Regions from separate parts of the Zea mays genome. Here region 2 is linked to region 1. Evidence: chromatin contacts called from public Hi-C data. All regions are on one chromosome and are shown on one strand. Each heading gives the region's core, a stretch centred on a gene start, on an enhancer-like site or on the middle of the called end of the contact. The rest is flanking DNA. Distances are from core to core; before and after follow the strand shown. Region 1 holds the start of LOC100277966. Region 2 has its middle 7.0 kb from the start of LOC100277076.

What was found. Hi-C and Micro-C count contacts between places; a contact is called where the count stands out from the background.
Region 2: a Hi-C map of ear shows a contact between it and region 1, with 1.7 times the contacts expected there. The contact joins the enhancer-like site here to the promoter of LOC100277966 in region 1. A contact is called at or near these places in 2 of 25 Hi-C or Micro-C datasets (ear and leaf).

The regions. Positions count from the first base shown.
Region 1 is chr4:61,650,088-61,655,172 of Zm-B73-REFERENCE-NAM-5.0, forward strand. LOC100277966 reads right to left here and starts at 3,052. Exons shown (of 6, transcript NM_001151399.2): 1 at 2,439-3,052; 2 at 2,190-2,335. The coding sequence starts at 2,852.
Region 2 is chr4:61,802,324-61,807,408 of Zm-B73-REFERENCE-NAM-5.0, forward strand. No RefSeq gene overlaps it. Among protein-coding and RNA genes, the nearest start is that of LOC100277076, 7.0 kb to the right of the region's middle. Within about 2 kb of position 2,763, at least 18 of the 20 cell types and tissues checked have an H3K27ac peak or open chromatin away from gene starts, as enhancers often do. A contact at or near this core is called in ear and leaf, where this site is marked.

The DNA of each region.
Region 1 (5,085 bases), core at 1,802-4,301:
GGCGCCAATCTGCCAAGCAGGGACAGCGGTGGTGGTATTTGACCTGGATATGAGTCCATCGGCATACCATATAATGGCTGGGGTTGCGAATCCCTATTTGTTGCCGATTTATTAGACATAGACATCCTATTATTAGTTTCAAATGATGGAAAACTAGGAGCAACATATTTCTCCAACGGACGTGTTAGTTTTCTAATTGACTCTTCTAACCCTTCAATCTGTTGTTTCATTTGATTCTGCTGCTGATCTACATACTGTTTAATAGATTGAATGTCGTCGAATTTACTTATGTTGGGTATTTGAAGCGAAGTTATAAGAGATGCGACATCGATCTCTCCATGTTTGACAACCTTCTGGTGGCGATCCACCGTGTATTGTGACAAGAATTTCTCCTTCGCTTGACGCATGTAGTCTTCGTATTGTTGTTGCTCATTGGTCGTCAGGCTTTCAACAGCTGACTTCCGGATATTGATTGGGGAGATATCGGTGTGATCTTTGGAACCAGACATTTGAGGGCCAGATTTTTAGCAGATCTAGACACCTGGATCCCCAGCGGAGTCGCCAAAAAGTGTGTTGGCGCCGATCTGGGCGCTAATCACTGGGAGATGAACCGCCTGGAGGTGCTCTCTACGGAGGCGCGGATGGTCCGCGGCATAGGGCCGGACGACCCACGATCTGGGCACAGGAGCAGCTCCTTTGTACGGTCCGCGCCTAGGGCTCGAACGGTCCGCGGTGGCGCAGAGGGTCGTCTTCTTCGCAGCAGACCTAGATCTCATCTCCCGTGAGGGAGCACGTCAGAGAGAGATCCTAGAGTGTGTCTTGGCGTCAGCAGGCCACCCAAGACGCCTCTAGTCGACGTAGAGCCGAAGAGAGGTGAAGATTCGAGGTAGAGGGAGGCTAAACTAAGGCTACTCCTAATGCATAAGGTAAAAACGATAAGTAGAGTTGATTGAATCGATTGTGGAGAGTTTAATCGGCCGTAACCCTTCATCTATATAAAGGGAGGAGGTCTGGACCCATTACAAGTCGATTCTCGAGTTAATCCCGCAGTTTACCTAACATATCTCACAAGAAATCTGGAACCTTAACTGGTTATGCGCATGCGCGGACGGTCCACGCCGCCACGGCGAACGGCTGTCTAGCCTCAAGGCCGGACCGTCCGCACGTCATTTTTTGTGCTCAACACCACCTATCAGCTATCCCAACTTGCTTGGGATGGCATTGTTGTTGTTGCTGGTCAGTTTTTGTCAGATACAAACGCAAAGACTATCTTTGTGTTTAGGAACTATCCAGAAGATTAACGCAAAGCTTCAGGATCAGACAAATAAACTAAAAACTGCAAGAAAGTAGGCCACAACCATCATCACTAGTTTCCTACAAAACATTCATAAAGCATGAGCTGAGTAGAGTTCACAATTTTGGCAAAATTTCTCTTTTTTTACTGGTGTTCGGGTTTTTTGTGTCAGCCAAAAAAATTCGGTTGAATTCACCTTCCACCCTAAAATTACACCAAACCACACTAAAATGGCCCCCCATATTGTGGATATCTTGTGGCCTTGTTTTTCTCTTCTTGGTTCGGTTGTGTTATGCTACTAGGGAAGGCCACCTTCCTCTCATCATCACAACTGTTTTGCAACAAATGGCCCCAATAGAAGGTGTTATTCAAGTGCAGGGTGACATCACCAATGCTCTTTTTGGTGACTAAAGTTACTGGCCTTCATGATATGGACGAATTTGTTCAGTCCCGGCTTATACTCGCGGTTAGTATTTATTTATCTGCCGATCTGCATCCAATTTAGGTCACCATGTTCTATTTTTAATGTTTGAACTATGTTATTTTCTATTGTACGTTTGTCACATAGATTTGGCCCAGGGCTTCAGTGAATCATGGATCCGCCACTGTCCACTAGGCTCACCAAAGCCCTAAATGTCTTCAAATTCATTCCAATTACCTACCATCAGTTCACCGTATTAACCCTGCTCTACTTCTGTGATGTGTTAATTTCACTGGTGTTATATAAATCTGTGATGCATAATAGTTTGGAGAGTATTTCTAGTTAAATGATGCCAAATTTTAAAAAAAACAATTTGAAGTTGTTTGAATCTTGATCCGATACTTCCCAAATTCCTAAAATTTCATGTTTATATCTAGGGGGCAAAAAACTGATCCGATACAAACTGATTCTTACCTTCTACCAGTAGGAAGGAGCAACATACTGTAGACTAGTGGCCAGAGGCCCATAATGTACCATAGAGAAACAAGAACATCATTCATTCGAAAGCCATCGTCGCCCTTCAGATTTAAAAGTTTCTGCAAGAAGTATGTGTCTCGGTACTGCAGCCAGAGTGGAAGCAAGAATTACAAATTAGCAAGCGAATTCCAAATCACATTCACAGCAGCATAACAGAAAGCAAGCAGGCAGGCAATTGTCCCGTACTGGTGTCTGGTTAGGCGCGAGCAGGAAGACGTAGTACATGAGTCCCGCCCAGATCCCGAAGATGAGCACCGACGTGCTCCAGTCGCTTAACGTCCCGCCAGTGCCTCCGGCAATCCGAGCCGCAGCCTCTGACACCGCCTCGCTCTTCTTCAGATCCTCTTGCTCCTGAGCAGGAGAATCGGCGCCCGAAGGGCCCTGGAGGGACGAGTCTCTGCAGATATGGGCCCAGCCACGGCGCCGCAGTCCCGGCCGGCACGCAGCGGGGTTGACTAACAGAGGGACACTGGCTCTTTCGCGCCTAGTGATGGAGGTTGCGGCGGTTCTCGCGACAAGGGCCATCGGCGGTGGCCTTATGAGAGGAGCGAGGGGAGCGTGGGCGCTGGCGAGCATGAGATAGGTAGCGGAGGAGGCCATGTCGTTGTGCGACGGCGGTGCTGTGGAGTGTAGTGGACCGTGAGGGAGAGCCGGCGGCGGTGCCGGGAAGGTCCGGCGAGGAGACAAACGCGTGTGCGGCTGCCGGTGCTCTCGTCGTGGAACTCGAAGCTGCCTGAGGATGGCTGGACAATGACCGCTAGTAGTACGGACAGGAGGAGATAAGGTTGGAATGAAAATTTGTTTTACCCTAAATTGAAGGTATTTTAACTATTTTAGATATTTATTTTTGTTATAAATTTAGAAATACACTAGATATATATAGTAAATTAATGTATGTTTAATAGTTTTAAATGAATAAAACATTTGACAATAGTTAGCAACTTAGCATAAAGAAACAATACGACTAAAAGCCAAAAAATGAAGTTGTAGCTTCCTTGCACCTCGGTACTAAGAAACAGTGGTAACCCAGGCCATGTTCCAACAGTAAAGCTCCATCGATGCAACGATCTTAACAAAAAAAAATGGCTCACCTTTTCCAATGTTGTTGATCAACATATTAGTCTTGACTAGTTATGCATTTGTGCCACCAAGCTTCTTATAAAGATAATATGGTATCAAGTTTTAAACTTCAATATTGTTCTATTCACCAACATGTTAAGTGCTAGTGTGTGCCTCCAAACTTGTTGAAGCCAGCACTTTGAGTAGCAAAATTAAATTGAGCCATCCTGTCATCATATCCAATAAGATCACCCTCATATGAGAAATAAACCATATTGATGTCCAAACGCTATGGGGATAGTTCATGATCAACCATCTCCTCATCCAAATTATCTCGTGGCTCCTCAGAAACTCCAAATACAACAGGAGAAACAATAGAAGAAATAACATGGGCTAAATTACCTAGGAGTGCATTGGTCACTCTTGAGGTGGCGAAGATGCGGGCTGAAGAACTGGATTAGTTAGTTCCAAACCTTCTAAGCTGGTTTTGCATATAGGGGTAACCAGGATCAGCTTAGACGATTCCAAACCAGCTTGGTCGGTTTCTCTTGGACTACAGGCTTTGGTGCATTTTTCAATGGAGGAAAAATGGATGTGTTGCATTGAAGATCTCGTCCCTCATCTTCTACAACATCTCCTTTTGTTGGTTACGTCGGGTATGTTGCAATTTACGTGTCATCGTTTTCATCCCAATCAACACCACCTAGGTTAGTAATACTTGGAGTCCCTCTATCATCACCCTAAGTGATGGACCCAACGGTCCATCAACTGGACCACCCTACGTGCCCCTCTGAACCAGCCTCGTGCCGGTTGGCGTGCCCACCCGCCCGCCCGAGCCAGCCGACGCCCGTGCCCGAAGCCGACTGCCTGAGCCGTAGCGCCCGCCCCGATCGAGCCGACCTAGCCAATCGACATGAAAAATGATTGAAAAAACAAAAATGACTTAGTTTTCTAGATTTTGGAATGACCGAAAAAATAAGAAATGTCTGAGAAAACATGGGGAATGACTTAAAACAAAAAATGACTTAATGTTTTCTGAAAAATGACTGAAAACAAAAAAACTTAATGTTTTCTAAAAATGACTTGATATTTCCCTGAAAAACAAGAATGACTGAACTAAAAAACAAAGGAATGTCTGAGAAAACATGAAAAATGACTCCAAACTAAAAATGACTTAATGTTACCTAGATGTTTACTAGAATGACTTAATATCTAGACTCCAGAATGACTTAATGTTCCTTGGAATGAACAATGACTGAAAACAAGAATGACTTAATGTTGTGTGGTGCAGAGGGAGCCACGTGTTTTGGGAGGAGCCAACGTGTGGCTAGGAACGAGTCGCGTAGAGGGGCAGAGCCACGCGGGCACGCGAGCTGCGGGGGCACGAGCCACGCGAGGCGGAGCCACACAGTGGGTGGCGCGAGCAGGCGTGCGCCAGGTGAATTATAGCCGAGGAAATATGCTTTTCCTGAGAGCAGCCCGTTCGGCGGGACTGTGCACCGGACTGTCCGGTGGGTGGCACCGGACCGTCTGGTGCTACGCAGAACATCCCAGATGCTCCTTTTTCATGCCAATTCTCTTTTGCTCCGTTTGACTCGACTTCACATAGTCCCTAACACTTAGACAAATATTATTAGTACCTAAAACAATTGACTAAGTGCTAGGAGCATACCTTTTTTACTTGGAACCACATCGATTTGTAGTATGCCCATTTTTTAGCCTAGAAGTGCATTTTTCTCAATTTGCTTTAACTACCTGTTCTCATGCTCATACA
Region 2 (5,085 bases), core at 1,513-4,012, 150 kb after region 1:
TTGAAATCATGTGCCTAAAGTGACCTTTAGGAATAGGAGACCTACTCCTAGGAACAAAATCAAAACTATTTTTGTAAATATTTGTATGCTTGAATGTTTGTTCTTGTGATACATGTCTGATTTGGATCTTTGATTGAGTGTGATGAGTTGTGGAGTAATGTCCACAATTACATCTGCATATACATATAGGCATAAATATAAATAAATAAAATTCATAATATAACTAAATAACCTTGATTATCCTCCATTAAAGTGTATCTATTTTAAATAGATCCCTATTAACTTAAAGGATTATATCTTATCCTAACAGGTTCATCTTATGTTAAAAAGAAAAATGAAAAAAAATTCTTATCCTCATAAATTGTTTATAAGATAAACTAGACCAACTAAGAATACCCCCACTAGAATATATCAAGTCTAATGGATCCATCTTATCTTAAAAGACTCTCTCTTATCTTAATAGATTCATCTTATCTTGAAGGATTCATCTTATCCTAACCACTTTACTTATCTCATCCTAAAGTAACAACCATATCTAATTAATGAGATCTTATCTAGTCATAACAATCTAACCTAGATCTGATCTAATGTGATAGATTAATCTAACCTAACGAAGGCTAACCTTAAATTGAGCTAATCTAATGTAAATTACTTAACAGGAGGGTAATACTAATGAAATAAATGAAACTCTACTCCTATAGAACATGTTTTAACTTAGTTCATTCTACACTAAATTAAGAACGATAAACCAACTCGGTCTCATGCAACTACCTTAACCATCTGATGGTTGCATAACCCCTCTGTTTTAACCTAACAGATATTTTGACCTACCTACACCATATAATCCATCCCATCTCAAAAGATTCTAACATATCCTAATAATATGTATCCTACCCTGGTAGATCTATCTAACTAAAACTAGTCTAATCTAGTTATATCCAATCTAATCTAGACCCTACCTAATCTAATATGATCTAATCTAAAGGGAGTTACTTAAACAAGTTAGTTAATACTGGTAACATAGATTAGACCATATTCATATAAATGGGTTTTAAACCTAAATTGGTGTCTAGACCAACTCGTCTGTGAAACCACGACCTAGCCTATGTTATAAGTTGCCCAACCCATTTATCTCAAAAGCAAAGTAAAACTCTGTTTAATCTACCTACCCCATGTACCCGCAATTGTTATCCCAACTCAAATAAAGGCATCTAACACCACAACCGATGGTCCATAAATCAAACCCAAGAAGAAGGTTAACCTCAACAATGAAGGATATGAGTAGAAACAGATCTTTGGATGAATCAAGATCCACCCAGAATAAAAGTCTTCCTTACCTAACTTTCTCTTACCCCCAAATCTGCTCTACACTCACCTAATAGCTAAAACCTGAGGTACCCTTGTTTTCTATGCCACACCTGCTAATGGCATGAAAATTTTAGGTGTATAAAAAAATACTAATCGGAAGTTCCACTTAGAAAATAAAAGGATACCAGAATTTCATAAAGATAAAGTCAGCTTGATATGCTCAACTAAATGGTATTCTTAAATAGGATTATAGAATCTAATGTGATCTAATCTAATGTGGTCCACTTAAACAGATTAGAGATACTAGTAGAAGAGATTGGACCCTACTAGCTAGGTGTTAACTTAACTTAGCACATTAGACCAACTCAACCATGAGCAGAAGAACTAACCCAACCAATAGAGTCATGATGGATTGCATAATCTATCTATCCCCACCTAACATCAAACAAGATTTTGACCTATACCATGTAGTCTATCTCACCCATATCTATCTTAACCATATTTCCCCAACTCCAATAATATACACTAACATCGAATCAATTAGACCAAGACTGGAGAGGAAAAGATCAACATCAACAAGGAAGGATATAAAAGTCAAAGCGAATCTCGAGATGAAACAAGACTTAAACATTTTGGATGAAGTCTTTTCTTTGCCATAATCTTTCTTACTTCAACCTGTCCGGCTTATATCCTACATAATAAGTAGCTCGATACCTATGCTCTACTAATCACCAACTATGGACTAAAAAAATGAGACTCTGGACTTTTGAACCAATTATAGACTAAAAGTTGAATTACAAACCAATCCTTCTGTATCCCTTTTCTTACAAATCTCGAGGACGAGATTTCTGTTAAGGGGGTAGGATTTGTAAAGCCCAAAATTTGGTCGAAAAAATATAATATATCACAAAATAATAAAATAAAGAGATAAAAATATATATAATAAGTGTGGTGAGAATTTTTGAAGACCTTTGAAATCTATTAGGATTCTCCCTCCTCATATTCAAACAATAATATTAAACTAGTTAAGTAACTAATAAATTGATAAAGAAAAGGTTGATCTCTAGATGATGATTTTGCGGTAATGCATTTTATGGAAGACATAAACCAGACCTCCAATTGTAAATGAAAACATAAAATAGGAATGAGAAAAGAAATTTAAATGAAACCCTTTATTCCTCCCCTAAACGAGTGACAAGAAAAATAAATATTAATATAAATTGTAGACGTTATATTTTCATTAGGAATAAGAAACATAAAAAGAAAAGAAATAAAACAGAAATTACAAAAGAATGAAACAAAAAGCCTCTACACGACTGGGCCCAATCTGCTTCTGGCCGGCCCATTCCGTTTCTCTCCGCTGCAAGCAACGACCCGCGGGATATTTGGCGCCGACATGTGGGGCCGCATAGCTGGCGCCTAAATCCAAATTTGTGCACTATGATGTTTCGCTGACAGATGGACCCACTCGGCCAACGTCACGCTCATGCGCACGGACTCCTCCTCAATGACACTGCTAGGTGGGGTCATCTCGTCGGATCCTCCCTCGTTCTCCTGCAACGGAACGCGAATTCCTCGCCGGGAGCTGCCCAACTTTCTCTCCCTGATCTGGTTTCCAGGTTGGGTATTTAACCTCACCCCGAGCACCATCTTGTCCATCCAAATGAAAGCCAAGCCACCCGGGACGTGTTGTCGTCGCGGTCATTGTGAGCGAGAGTGCGGCGGAGAGCATTACCGCCATGAACTCTGGCGACGCCGTGGCATGGGATCTCGGTGCTCGGGTGAGGGTGGTCTCTGGCAAATACTGGATGCGGGGGTCGTTGTATGCTGGCGCGGTAGGCCAGGGCAGCGTGGCGATTGCTCGCCGGAGCAACCTCACCGCGCCGGACCCGCATGGTTCCATGGGCTAGGAGTTCTGCTACCCAAATCACGATAATGGTTCCATGTCCGCCAGCATGTGTGTGGGCGGCACCGCCGTCTGGCAACGGCGTGGGAGGAGAAGGCGCTGGGGCGTTGATCTTGTGATTGACGACTCTGGATAGATGATAGAGTGGTGTGCGCGTGGCCGTTTGATCTCGCATGGGCGGTTTAGATTAAATCCTAGGGATACCCTTTCGGTGGTTTGATCGGTGCCGTAGATCGGTGATCCGATGGCCGATATGTCATACCGGTTCGCCGTAGATCGGTGATTTAATCGTGGCCCTTGATAAAAGATCCAACAGCTCTGAGTGCACGATACCCTTTCGGCCAGGGTCTTTTGCTAAAGAGCCCCTAACGATTCTTGATATAAACCCGCCATCCAGTTCTTATATAAACTAATTGCAGTCAGGTCCTGTCATTTGCGTGCTTGACCCTGGGCTTTGTTAAAATAGTGTGTGTAGTCCAGAGCTCTGAGAAAATAGGAAAAATAATTTTTAAAATGGATTTCTAATGCCAAAATAATTCCAGAACTTATATAATTCATAGAAAATTCATCTTAGCTCCTTTTTAATCCATTTTTAGTGGCATTAAGTTTGTTTTAATATTGTTTATCACCTAGTAACTCTGTTTAGACTTGAAACATAGATTTAAATTGTTTACTTAATTTATCCCATGTCAAGTACTTAATAAGTTCAGAAATTCATAACTAGAGAACCGTAACTCCGTGATCCGTTCGAATTGCGTTAGATTCATAATAATATCATCTGTACAGTATGACACTAACATTTATCACACCCAATACTTTTATTATTAGACATTTGTCTAGCCTATGTTTAATAGATTAACTCCTCTAATCGAAGTTAACCTATCCATAATTATAGTTTGATTGAAAGATGATCTCTAGTTAAGTTATAATTAAGATTAAAGTTGAATTAATTATTCATAGAATATTCTCTCATATGGTGTACACTAACCAATTTATAGTATAAGTTAATACTAGGTAAGTACCCGTGCGTTGCAACAGGAACATATAATAACATAATAACTTATATACAAAATGTGTCTTATATTGTTATAAAAAATATTTCATAATCCATTTGTAATCCTAGCCATTACAACCATTAGTATCATACATACTTCGATATATGCCACGATTTGCATGGTCTCAACATTGAAGAGCACGTGTCACACCTGCCAGTAGAAATTCCCTCGTACATTGTCAGTCATCATGTACGCACCACCATACACGCTTGCTTAAACAAAAAAGCAAGTGTTTGCGAAGAGAATTAAAGGCAGGCCGGCACAAAAGCTACCCCGACGATGGCGAGTGGTCATTGTTGTCGGTCCTCCTCTGCGTCACCTCTGGTGCCAAGATGATGTCATAGTCCTTGATATAATAGTCGTCGAACGCGCACGACATGGCGAGTACCGATGATTCTTGGTTGGGCTGCCAAACGAAGTGCACCCCGGGCTCATCAGCGAGGTAGTACATCTAGCCGTTGCACCACCGGATGTGCTACTCCTCTACATAAATCTTGTTCGAGGACACTCACACAACGTCAGCAACGACCGTCGTCCCAGCGCACAAGAATTCATGGTCGGTCAGTAGTGACTTACGTGGGAGGTTGAGCTTCAGGTGGATGATGAGCTGGACGGTGTGACGGCGCCGTTGTCGGATGCGGTGCCCAGAACAACCCGAGAGTCGCCGGTGTTGGCGACGACCATGAGGTCCCCCTATTTGAAGATGGACAGCGCGGTGCAGCCGCTCTGGACCGCGTCCAAGCGACGGCTGTGCCGGAGCTTGCCGAACACACTGACGCATGCGGTCACGTAGTACTGCTTCCAGAGGTCGAACTG